Linked DNA regions of Danio rerio: region 2 is linked to region 1. The links are chromatin contacts, called in public HiChIP or PLAC-seq maps. All regions are on one chromosome and are shown on one strand. The core of a region is the stretch at or near the end of the contact, and the rest is flanking DNA. Distances in the headings are between cores, read along the strand shown. Region 1 has its middle 17 kb from the start of ly6pge. Region 2 holds the start of unc5b (unc-5 netrin receptor B).

Region 1 (6,585 bases), core at 2,342-4,841:
CTGTGCCATGCCTCCGTCTGTTTGTAGCGCCAGGCTCCTGCTTCTCGCCCAGTGCCACAGGGTACAGCCTGCACAGGCCTGGAAATCCTGGCCTGAGGCCCGACGCTTTCCCCCCTCCCTGCCGGTTCCCTTTATTATCTCATGGTATTCCTGTATTTGCCCTCTTGTCTTTAAAGGACTGCATTACTTCCACCTCCACAAACTTGTCAAAACCAATTTGCTCCCCTATTATCCCCTGAACTGATTTCGCAGTGACCTCCTCTCTCTCCCCCCACTCGCTCGCCCCTTTCTCCTCAACCCACTGCATCTCTCAACTGAAACCCCAACACGACCCGTGCTCCTGCTAAACCCAACACCACCCCCTTCCCCACCCTCCCCTAGCTGGGCTTTACCTGCACAGCGTCCGGCTTTCTCTCCCACTAAACTCTTTTTCTTTGGCTTTAACTCTGCAGTTCAAGTCCGTCTCTGGGATACCAAACAAAGGAACAGGAAAACAACACGTGCAGAGTCTTGGTAAACACAGTAATCCTTCACAAAGCCAAAGGGAATATGATATATTTGACAGACTATGATAGAAGCATAGCTCTGTCACCCCTTCATGGCCTCCTCTTCCACCTCCCTTCAATTAGCGTCTCACCAGTGACAACATGGAGGATCTTCATTAGAGGAGAATGCTCAATTATATCAGTTGATATTCGTTTCCAAAACTAATTATCCCAGTTGCATGGCATGGCTGACTGAGCCTGCCCCTGCCCCAGGGCGCAGCGGTTACTGATGTGACTTGGCTTTGGTTGAGAGTTTGGCTTCACTCCATCCAAGCCTTTTTTTACTTGCTCTAAAGTGGCAGAATATCTTCTCTGTATTAAATTCATTAGTCTGGCAAAAACATATAATTGCAATAGCGGACTCTGGTTTGCATTTAATCACTTGGCACTTGTTTAGTCATTTTTATTCTTTTTTAGCCCTGGCATTATTATGATAAGGGAAATTTAAATGTAAACATTTTTAACTGAAAACAAATACAAATTTTAACAAGACTAAAGGCAGGAATGTATTAGCAGGGTTAGTAGATTAGGGTTTTAGTAGATTAGGTTAAGCATTAAAAGATATACATCTACTAATGCTCTAATGACAGGCAGTTGACATGTAAATGCAGTTTCTTCAGTCAACAAAAAATGGAATACACAACCCAGTCTCATTATGAAAATGTACTGCTATATACATTTCTGGAAAGCGCCAAATACATCCCAGAAGTTTTTGTTTACGTGAATCCATCAGAGGCCGCACTGTACACTTTTTGAGATCTCAAATTCTCTTGCAAGTGCCATTCGTGCCTACTGTTCTCATGTAAATCCACCAGAGATTGCTGTCAACTGACTGACTGAATGAATAACTGACTTACCAACCAATAGTGTTTTAAAAACCACCGATCCCCCACACCCATCACCTTCCCTTAACCCAACCAATAGTGTTTTCTAAAGCAATGATCCCCCACACCCACCACGTTCCCTTAACCCAACCAATAGTGTTTTTAAAAGCACAGATCCCCCATACCCACCACGTTCCCTAAAACCAACCAATAGTATTTTCAAAAGCACCGATCCCCCACAACCACCACCTTCCTTAAAACCAACCAATAGTGTTTTCAAAAGCACCGATCCCCCACACTCACCACCTTCCCTAAACCCAACCAATCGTCTTTTTAAAAGCAAGAATCTCCCCAACAACCACCACCTTCCCTAAACCCAACTGACAGTTTTAAAAAGAAATCCAGAAAATACTTTTGCGGCAGCTTGATTTTTTTACCATGTTTTCAGATTTGACCGCTTTCTCATTCTTATTTACTTGTTTATTTTATTTGTAGTTTCTGTTTTTGTCTAGTTTCGTACATGGCGAGCTAATTAACAAACTGGTAACAGCGGGAAAGCCGTCCATATGGAGGCAAGCGGTCAGCTGGTAAGTGTGAAAGGAACAGCGTCATACCGAAATGTTCGTTCTAAAGATGAAATGCTGCCATATGTAGCTACATAATTTGTGCTCTCCAGAAATGTATGTAGAGCTATGTTTTCAGAATGAGCCTATGTTGGTCAACGGCCATGTGGTTGACTCCCATGTTTCTACCTGCCAACCTTATGTCTCAACAGACGACTTGTGGTAAGATCTGTGAAAATACCAGGGTGAAAACACAAGTTTTCAAACTTTAGAGTATACCTTTGGAGGTATAACAATACAAAAATACAAATGTAATAATAAAATAAAATGTCATAGAAATATATGAAATCCTCTAGTCACTTTCAATAAATGCTGAGCTATTCACTTGACTGCAGCAGACATTGGGACTGTAATAATATCTAATTGCGGGTAATTTACGGGATTTCTATTCAATACAACAGACTAAATGACATATAATCAGATAGGAGCGCTGAATGTGACTCACAGTGTGAAATTTTTCCGTGCACATTTACCATCAACATTTATAGTAACCCAGAGAGTGATACCATAACTAAAAACAAACTCTCATTTATGCTGATGAAGGTTCATGACTGTTACTTTAAAGCCACTTATTCTCTTTTCTCCACTTCATTTATGCTTTCCTCTGGATTTGAACTGATCTAATTACATGATTGCAAAAATAAATCCTAAAATGATGCCACTTAAATGCAGTTGCTGAGGAAATGAAATGGTTTTATCAGCTCTCTTATAAAATCTCTGAAACACAGAAGAGACACGTGCATCAGCCTGCATAGAACACTAATCTGAATAATTATCACATGTGTAAAACCATATAATTAAGTGATTCAGAAGCACTAGTCTAAATCTTCAGTCAGATTGTCCTAGACTGGGAAAAAAAAAATACTCGGAAGGAAGAAAGCAGTTAATTGTGGAAACAGAATAAGTTGCCTGCAGTGACGAATGATTAATCACAGTCTAAAGTGTGAAACAACACTTGTGAAAAAAACTTGTTTAATTAGACATTAAATAAATCTATAAATTTCATGTTAAATAAAGATACAGATAAAAAAAATGTGTGATTTTGATTAAATCACATCTTTAAAAACCTAAAAACGGAACTTATTCACACCATCTTTGCAAATCACTTCTTTTCCAGGTGTAAAATATCTTCTTAAATCACTTACAAAAATCACGTTTCAGTCTATCGGGTTTAGAGTTGGGACTTCATTTCCCGTTTGTGTGGTTGCTCACTTGCTAGCTGTATTAGCTCTACAAAACAAACTATTTAGCTTCATTTCAAAGTAGCTGAGGCCAGACTGATTACGCATAACTCTCCAATTCCTACTCTCCCTCCCTTTCCCAACCCCCCCACCACTGCCCCTCTTCTATCAGGCCTCTGTGCCCTCCTCCTTCTCTGGGTCCACAGTCCGGAGGTAGATCACTTTAATTCTGCTTCATGGATCTTTTTCAAAAAGGACCTGAGACCCGGAGACCCCAGAACCAGTGACCGCGGGCTGAACCCAGACCAGCCAGCCGGGCACCACCACACACTCGTAAACACAGCCATCAACTCTCATGCTCCCTTTTCCACCCCGCATTTTTGTTCCCTCCCAATCGGGCACAGAGAGCATTTGATGCGGCCCACTAAAGAACACGCTCCTTTTGTGGGATGTCTGAATATGACACACTTGACCCATGCTGTTGTTCAGAGCCTATATGATGAATGCGTGGAGGGTAGAGGAAAAACTGTCAAATAATTTCACAAATACTCTATGATCTGATGTAATTCCTGGCTTTCACTAGAGCAGTTCAATGGGCTCTTTCTTCAAAACACTGAGCTGCCCTGCATGTGGGTCAATGGCGTAATGTGCAAGAGTTTCCACAATAAAGAAAAGAAAAATCTTTCAATATCGAGTTTAAAACCAATGCTGCAAATACCTAGAAATGCACGTATTCACACTGGTTTCATGTGAATTTGAAAAGCTTTGACACCATTTTCAATAAAAGTTTTCATTTGGAACTTTTCAAAGTAAAAACTGGCTTTTGTACAACATCATGATCTTAATATACATATTAAAACCTTAACCTAACTACCCTTGTCACAGCAAATCACAGTTATATGATATTTTAAAAGACTTGTTAACAAAAGTCCAGATATTTCCTTAGTTAACAAAAAATTAATCTAAATTTGCAAAGGTTTAGAAATCTGCAAACATAAAGTATACATTTATAAACATTAAGAAATCCTGCGTTATCCAGCCTCCTGTGCATAGATTGCAGCTCTGCACAGAAAGTTTGACCAGAGGAGTAATGGTCGTGCCCAAGTGAGCCTGGTTTCTGTCTAGGTTTTTTTTTTCCCTTCACTTTTGTCAATTGGTAAAGTTTTGTTCCTTGCCACTGTTGCAACTGGGTTGCTTGGTTTGGGACTTGTGGAGTTGTGCATCAAAAGATTTCCTCTTCAGTGTTTGGACTTACAGCAGTGAAATTAAAGCATACAGAACTGAACTGAACTAAACTGAACTTCAACTCTGTAAACTGGACTGACACAGTTTCAATTTACTAGAACTTCAATGTTAAGCTGCTTTGACACAATTTACATTGTAAAAGCACTATAGAAATAAACATGAAGTGAATTGAAATAAAGTACAAGAAAGCGAATGTGATTCAATAACTTCCTCTCAATTACAAAAACACACAAGAAAAAAGATAGCAGTGAGAAAACAGCAGTTAAGAAAGCATATGAAAGAACATATATTGAAGTTATTGAGACAACAGTTTTAATTAATTTATATTGCAGTACAGAAATGCTGTTTCGCCATTATCTTTATGTAACATATGCAAAAAAGGCTTGGTGTGAATAGATTCATTTGTTCCGAAACAGGGATTAAAATTGTTACAATGTTGCTCTTTGTTCTTGATGCGGTTCGCTTTCACATGGCAAAGTGTCTAAACGGACCAAAATAGCTAAAACAAGTCACGAGTCCCGCTCAGCTGTCATGTGTCCTTATTTTAATTTATGACGATGAGCAATAAGACATTAAAAGCGAAAAGCTGTGCTTTAATTTTGAATGTTGACACCCACAGACACTAAATATAGAGCAGAGGTAAGACTTTTCATTCATAGCAGTTGGCCTATGCATTATAGGCTATACAATATAGAAAGAAATAACAGATAAACTAAGACTGCAGATCCGTCAGTTTTCCTAACAGATAAACAGCTCTTGTTAATAGTTCAGCATGCTTTCACTTTCGTTTTAAAAATTAAATGCACATTTACCGGTAGAATGACCTCCCGCCTCCTCTTAATTCTCTCTTCATATAGCTGTATGACTATTACATATCCATTATACACAGTGATATAGCCGGGCCCGGATCGTATCACTTTCTCACTACAATCGATCCGCTCCAGAGTTTGTTTCAATCAAGCCAAGACCACCTGATTCAGGTGATCTCAGAGCAATTGTTTTGGCCCGGATCCGAGCGGGATTGCTGGAATTAAATATGCCAAACAAACCACGCTAACTGGGCAAATGAGACGGGTTCCGAAACAAAAGTCTAGGTGGGCTTTCATATCTGTGTTTCAGTTAATTTGGTCTGAACCCAGGGCAAAAAAATGATACATTGTAGCATTTTTCTGCCATTTTTGGGTCCTTTTCACAGCACAATGATTGCTTTGGTCCGAACCAGTTGAAAAGAAGCAAAATGCAGTCATGTGACAAAGTCTACAACACTCATTGGCCAGATGTTACTGAACGTATTTCCTAAACTGCGTTTCAATTGGTCAGAATTAACGTGCAGGAAAATGGCAATGGAACTCATGCAGGTAAAAAAACTGGTACACACAAAATGTTGCGTTTTATAATGGAGGGACGACTGCACTGGCTGATTGGATCCCTGGTCATAGTATACTATATAAGTTTGTATACATCACTTTAGACAAAGTATACATTTTAAGAATAAAGCACAGCTGTGGCTGGAGAACAATGTTTTAATGCATTGCAAATGGTGAAGGCGCATCGCAAGTCTCTTCAGTAAGAGGAGTGAATTAATTTAGAAAAACTGCGACATGGTCATCTTCTGGAAAAATTACCAACAATCCATCAGGTAAAAGTTTTCCCTCTCTCTACGTTTAAAATTGTTTTCTGTCAACAAATATTTTTCATCTATATCCCATAATGCACAGCGTGTCAGACTATGGCTGCTGGATTAGTCCAAAAAGGCGCAGTCTATTTTGCGGTTGGGTCTGTTCCAGTTTGAAACATGTTCTCACCAAAAACAAACCGCTACAGCGTTTGCTTAAAAGCTTACCAAGACCACCTCATCAAGGAGGTTTCGGTAGTTTTTTTGGCCGCTTTTAGTGCGCACTCTAGTGCGATTGCTACATTCACACCTGCCCAAATGAACCGCACCAAGAGGGAAAACGAAATCTAGTGCGGTCCAACCGAACTAAATAAGGCAGGTGTGAAAACATCCTAAAAAAACTCAGTAGAAGAAGTATATTCAAGTGATATTAACTTAATTTGTTATTTCCTAAATAAATAGATTAAGCATGTTCAAATCATAGACCATGCATGCAATCACTGCACTCCTCATTGAAGTAAAAACATGAGGTGGACAAATGAGGTTTTTCCA
Region 2 (6,585 bases), core at 2,946-5,445, 210 kb before region 1:
ATGCCAGAATAGTTGGCGGTTCATTCCGCTGTGGCGACCCCTGATAAATGAGGGACTAAGCCGAAGAAAAATGAATCTATATTGCTTTGCTCTACTGTGCATGTTAGGGACCATTCACTTAATAATAGTTAAATGTGCAAGACAAAGGTCAGTGGTCCAAAAAAACATAGGGTGACTTCTTTTAACTTGAGTGCTACATTTATAGACCACAGTTTCGTTTATAAGATGCTACATAAGATGTAAGCGCAGCAGAAGCCTAACAGTTTTATTTATCATATCTTTATATTTAGAAGAACAACAGAAAAGTAGCATAGTGGAAAAACTATTCTGTGTGTATGGCCCCTTGCAATGCACAGCAAGCACACTGGACCATAGATGACCTATTCTCAGAGATAACCAATTATCCCCCCACGCCCTGGACTACCGGTGGAGAATTCCGGCAGCCTTAACTGGGAGGATCAAACATGTTATGCTCTCTAAACATGATGTGCACACAGGAGCACACCTCCCTCCCCTATCTTGACCTTAGGCACTTCAGCTTGACCTTTCCCCGCCCACTGTTCTATGAGCAGAGCTGGCCACTGGGCCTGAACCTAATCCTCTTGAAACAGCCCAAACAATGCGACACAAAAGTTTAGGTTTCATTCAGAGCAGTTAGAGTTTGTTATCTTCTCCAACTCACAAAGCGCACACACACGCGCATGCAAATCCAGACAGTGCGACTCCATTACGTATACAACAGCACACGTCTCCCGTGTCGATTCAGATCAAGCGTGTATGCAGGGATGTTCTGCCAAATAAACGCATACACACACATACACACACACACACACACACACACACATACACACACACACAATCGAGGAAGAGAAAAGCTGATGGGGCAAAGGAGCCAGAAGTGGGTTCCTGGCAGTCTGGGTAATTAATGTGTATGTCAACACTGAGAGAGCTGTACCATACAGGAAATCTGAGCTCAGCACATCCACAATACAGACAGACAGGAGGGGGAGAGAAAGAATACAGGAATGGACAGAATGAGAGAGAAGATAAACGTTATCCATCTTGACTCTGATGTTTTATGGATGATATGAAATATGTGCTGGCATCTCAGTCTCAACAAGAGACAGACTTGGAGCACTGTCTGTAGAATCTAGATGGTCCATGCATGCGCATTGAGTTTTCCAATTACTGTATTGGGCAGAGCGGGACAAGTTGCCACAATATTTTTTGTTTACAACAATGACAATATCTTAGAGTACGTTTATCTGGTCTATTTTGGTAAAAAGCTTGAATACACACAAAAGCAACTAAACATTTCCAATAATATTGGTGAGCTTTACAAAAATTCCCTAAACATATTCAATTGCAAGACATGCCTTCTTCAGATTATGAGGCAAATTTTCACAAATGTATATTATAATAATTTCAAGTAAATTGTTACAGGAAATTAGTTATGAAATGAAGTTCAAGAAAATAAAAAAATCTCAAAGGCAATGAAGAACAAAAAAAACTTTGTAATAAACTTTTGAACTTTGTAAAGAACTTTGTAATAAACAGTTGATAAGTCTCATAAAATTAATTCATTCATTCGCCTTTGACTTAGTTTCTTTATTCATCAGGGGTCACAGCAGCGGAATGAACCATCAACTTATCCAGCATATGATTTACTTCCAGCTGCAACCCAATACTGGGAAACACCCATAGACATTTACTCACTCTTACACTTCGACCAATGTAGTTTATTCAATTCACCTACACCATATGTCTTTGGACTGTGGGGGAAACTGGAGCACCCAATGGAATTCCATGCGAACATGGGGAAAACATGCAAACTCTACACAGAAATGACCTCTGGCCCAGCCACGAACAAGCAACCTTCTTGCTGTGGGGCAACAGTGCTAACCACTGAGCCACCATGTCACCTAGTCCCATACATACCAAGTTAAAATCACATTTTCATCTAAATTTAAACTTTTAAAAGAACAGTTCGCCAAAAACGGAAAATTTTGTCATCATTTACAAAACGCCTTTGACTTTTGTACCTTCTGTTAAACACAAAGGAAGATATTTTGAAAAATGTTGGAAACCTGTAACCTTTTACTTCCATAGTATTTGTTTTTCATACTATATATGTCAATTATTACAGATTTTCAGGCTTCTTTAAAATATCTTTTTTTTTTTTTTTTTTTTTTCAACAGAGAAAAGAAAGTCATAAAGGTTTGAAAGCACACTGGTGAGGATAAATGGTGAACTCATTTTCATTTTTGGTAAAACTATCCCCTTTAAATTACTTTTAGGCAACTGCTAAATGTCCCAGATGCATCTATATAAAACTGTTGGGTTTTTTCTATAATAGACTCTTCTGTGAGTAGTTTATTATAAGAAAGGACACTTAAACTACAATACACACCCGTTTCCATGTCTGAAGTTAAATCATCCTGTCCCTTTTCTTTCCAATTTCTCTTTCCCATTGGAAAACCAATCTACTAAACCCTTCAAATGTGCACTTCTGTGTCAATCTGATTACATATGTGGCCATAGTGCAGAGAGGGAGAGAGATTTCTTTCCCGCTTCATTGCTTCCCGTCACTTCTAAGGTCAGACAGAAGGTAAGCTAGCCTTCATGCAGAAACAATAACACATCACAACATGATCTGCTCGTGAATATTTCTCCTCTGTATGGGAAATAATATCTTGAACTTGTCAGATGTGTCAGCAAATGGTTTGGTTATTTTATTAGATCGTTTTCAGTATGATTTTCTGATGAACCTGCAGTGCAGCCGTTGCTGACAATGTAATTTTGTTACATCCAAACTATTCTAAAGTCATTGGGAAGAATCAACTTTTAAACTTTGTTTGAAAAAATAAACTACTTTTGCATTAAATTCTTTATTCCCCACTTTTAAAAAGACAAAGAAACTTCTACCAGCTCCTAATCAAGTTCATGTGCTAAACGTAACCCTAAGCTACATCAATCAGAAAAGCAAAATAACAGACAGGAATGGATTTTTAAGCTGCACACTATAATTCAGAATTCACTATCTCTGCTTTCCCTCAGATGTTGTTTCCCTTTTTTACTAGGTTTATTTTTTCTGTCTTTCAGGAGCCAGGAAGGCATTGAGCTAAACCTTAATTACTCCAAGAACACCAGGGGTTCTGCTTTTTATCCGCTGCTTGGAAGCTCAGCACGGCAAGCAGAAAGAGAGGAGATCAACAGAATATTTCCTCTCTGAAGGGAGAGAGAGATGAGTGCACATGCAGCAGTCACATCCCTTCATCAGATTCTTAGTTATTATTACCTATTACACTGCCTTACAACTCTAGATAGATAGATAGATAGATAGATAGATAGATAGATAGATAGATAGATAGATAGATAGATAGATAGATAGATAGATAGATAGATAGATAGATAGATAGATAGATAGACTCTATATGAGTTTAATATTTAAAATGAACAGTGCCACCTGTTATAATTCAAAGATAATGCATAAAGACATTTAGCAAAGTGGATCAACAAAAGCCATTACTGAATGGATTTTTCCTCCATGATTCTCGTGGAAGGTTGTAGCAGGCTTTTATGGAATATTATAAAGAATTAGGTCTAAAAAGCATACTGTAAGCGACCTATGAGTCATCTGCTTATTTCTGAAGAGAATCAAAAGGCATCATTTATTCTCAATAGTCGACCAATATCCTGAGTGACGACCTTATTATCTCCAAACTTATCTGTGTTTTTGGGTGTGTGTGTGAGTGAAGGCTACGTGAGTTGATAACGCACTTCTGTTTTCCCGTACGTTTCATTCTGAAAGTATAAGGAAGTGTTTAATATTAAGCGTTACATTTAACCGGCTCGTACCTGCATGTATTACTAAGGTTGAGCTGAGTAGAAGTAAACCGAGCAGGGAGGCGGGAGACTGGTCGCGGTGTATCCACGTTGAGAGCATCTTCACCCGGTCACGCTACTGCCAAACGCCCCCCAGGTGCTCTCGCTCCAGTCGGCTGAAGCCTCGCTGAATCCTCCGTGAAGGATACTTCAAATAGTGTGAAATATGGAGACGGGTTCCTCCTCGAACTTTACAAACTTATAAAAACAGGCTGCACCGTGGTGGTTTTTAATAGAAACCTGGTCCAGAACTTTCCCCAAAATGTGTAAAAGCTACAGTTTCACCAAATGTTCGCTCAGGCACATCGCAGACCCCGTCCGTAGTGAAACGCATCAACCAGCGTAAAGTTCATCTCACTTACAACTCCACTGAAACAAAGAACGCGTTTCTCTCTGAAAACAGTGGATAAAGCGAAAACAAAAGTACTTGGCAGCTTTTATTCCTGTAGCGGCGAGAAGAAAAAGTTGTCCGTAAGCGTTAAGCATAATGCCATCGTTGTGAGATGTCCGCTGCTATCTGTGGAGCGCCATAGTCCTGACGCTGCCGCTCGTCTGGATCTCGAGAACTGAGTGTAAACACACGGACACGGGTATGAAGCGCGAGCCTCCAGACTCTCATCTCCCATCAGCCAATCATCAACCTTCACTGAGCCACACTGAGCGCTGGAGAACAGGGACGCCAATAGAGATGTGAATGGAAACACAGAAATCCCGGAGGCGGATTAAGGGATTCGGGGAAAGGACAAACATTCATATTTTTTTCTTAAAATAATAATTATTATAGCAAAACAGAAATTATGGAGTAATTTAAATAGGCATATTGGTTTATTAATGTAGTGTGAGCTGCAGTACTTTGGCATTTATATATAAATATTATCATTAGACTTTTAAATTATTATTGTTACTATTATTATTATTATTATTATTATTATTATAAATTATTATTATAATTATTTATTTACAAAAGAAAACGTATTTAGAAAGCAATATAAAGGATTCTGGTGAGAATTAGCTACATTCTTTTGACCTTTAGCATGTAATTATGTCTTTAATACAGATCTACTGTAATTATGATTAATTAAGGGTGGTTTGATAATGACGGATGATTATGATGTGTTAATGTTAGTTTCAGGATTAGTGTTAGTAACACTATCACAATTCACAGTCATGCCTCCCAGCATATTTTAGTCAGGTTCAGTGCATTAATGAACTTCTTGTTGAGACCACCACAAGAGGGCGACAGTTCATACATGTGCTTTCCGAGTCCATTCAGAAGTTGAATACAGGCTGATTGTCCATTGTGTCCACTTTGTTTCATTTTGTTATCCTTACAGAAGACTGCGGTCAGAGCTGTCTGGTTTTGGTTGTGTAAGCAGGAACTAAAATCTAGACAGGTTATTCAAACTGCTGTCCAGGATCGGAAGCAGAATCGTTTGAACTGCAATTACTATGCAGGGCCATCTTGGAGTCTGGCAAGGGCAGCAGTTCCTGATCTGCAGGTATTTCTAAAGCAGATAGCTAAAAATGCACCGCAAACAACAATTTAAATTTTCAAGAGAAAGTAAATGTTTTTCGTTTTTAAAAAGATTGTTGGGAACTTACAACTTTTGATTGTTTGTTTATTTATGTATGTATTTATTTATTTATTTAATTTTATTTTTCTTCAGGTTCAATGTTAAATTCCTGAAATATGTATGTACATATGCATGCGTATGTAAAAAATGTAAAACAAACAATCAACTAACTAACTAACTAACTAACTAACTAACTAACTAACTAACTAACTAACTAACTAACTAACTAACTAACTAACTAAATAAATAAATAAATAAATAATAATACTTTTTGTATGCCGCATATATACTGTAACTTTACAAATACAAACTCACAAGGAGGTACTTATTTTGAATAAGTCAGTGAATGGAATTTCAATATGATAGAGTACACAACAACTCTTGCAGAACCTTCATAACTGAATAATAACAATAAGCAAAAACCCACTGATGCACATTGTTTGTTAATCATGTTGTAGATGTGGGGTTAAAAAAAAACTGATTTTGTGTACATTGCTAACTTGGCAACTTGCAGATATTAAATTCTCTGGAGGACTTGAACGCTGCATGAATGCCATACTTTAAACATGAGAAACAAGTGACTTACGGATCCTGAAAATTGAAGACAACTATTTTGATCGCACCCTGGTGGCTGGCTAAAAAAATTGTAAATAAAAATACATTAAATTCAATTCAAGTTTATTTGTATAGTGCTTTTGGTTTCAGAGAAGCTTTACAAAAGATGTACATTATTGCATTACAATCAGATTAGGTTAAAGTTACAATCAAGTATAAGTTATTATTATATACACAGATAACCTGCAATTTTTTTGCAAGTGTATTTCTTTATGTTGTCCTGGAAGTCCTAGATCAGGGGTGACCAATCTCGTTCTGAGATCCGTTGCCCTCTAGGGTTTAGCTTCAACTTGCCTCAACACACCTGCCTGGGTGTTTCAAGTATACCTAGTAAGACCTTGATTAGCTTGTTCAGGTGTGTTTGATTTGGGTTGGAGCTAAAATCTGCAGGACACCAGACCTCCAGGAACAAGTTTAGTGATCTCTGCCCAAGATGGTTGGGATCATTTCTTTTTATGAGTTCTATTTGCACTTCAAATGTTGTTTTCCTAGGGGGTGGTGGGGGGTGCAG

The links. HiChIP or PLAC-seq counts read pairs in DNA pulled down with a chosen protein or histone mark.
Region 2: a contact with region 1 is called in an H3K4me3 HiChIP or PLAC-seq map of gastrula embryo, with 8 times the contacts expected there. The contact joins the promoter of unc5b here to the enhancer-like site in region 1. A contact is called at or near these places in 6 of 18 Hi-C or Micro-C datasets (caudal fin, embryo and hematopoietic stem cells) and 3 of 4 datasets of contacts at active chromatin or transcription factors (caudal fin, embryo and gastrula embryo).

The regions. Positions count from the first base shown.
Region 1 is chr13:32,305,122-32,311,706 of GRCz12tu, reverse strand. No RefSeq gene overlaps it. Among named protein-coding and RNA genes, the nearest start is that of ly6pge, 17 kb to the right of the region's middle. Within about 2 kb of position 3,591, at least 6 of the 62 cell types and tissues checked have an H3K27ac peak or open chromatin away from gene starts, as enhancers often do.
Region 2 is chr13:32,514,316-32,520,900 of GRCz12tu, reverse strand. It overlaps unc5b (unc-5 netrin receptor B), which reads right to left and starts at 4,195. Exons shown (of 17, transcript NM_001111149.1): 1 at 3,859-4,195. The coding sequence starts at 3,946.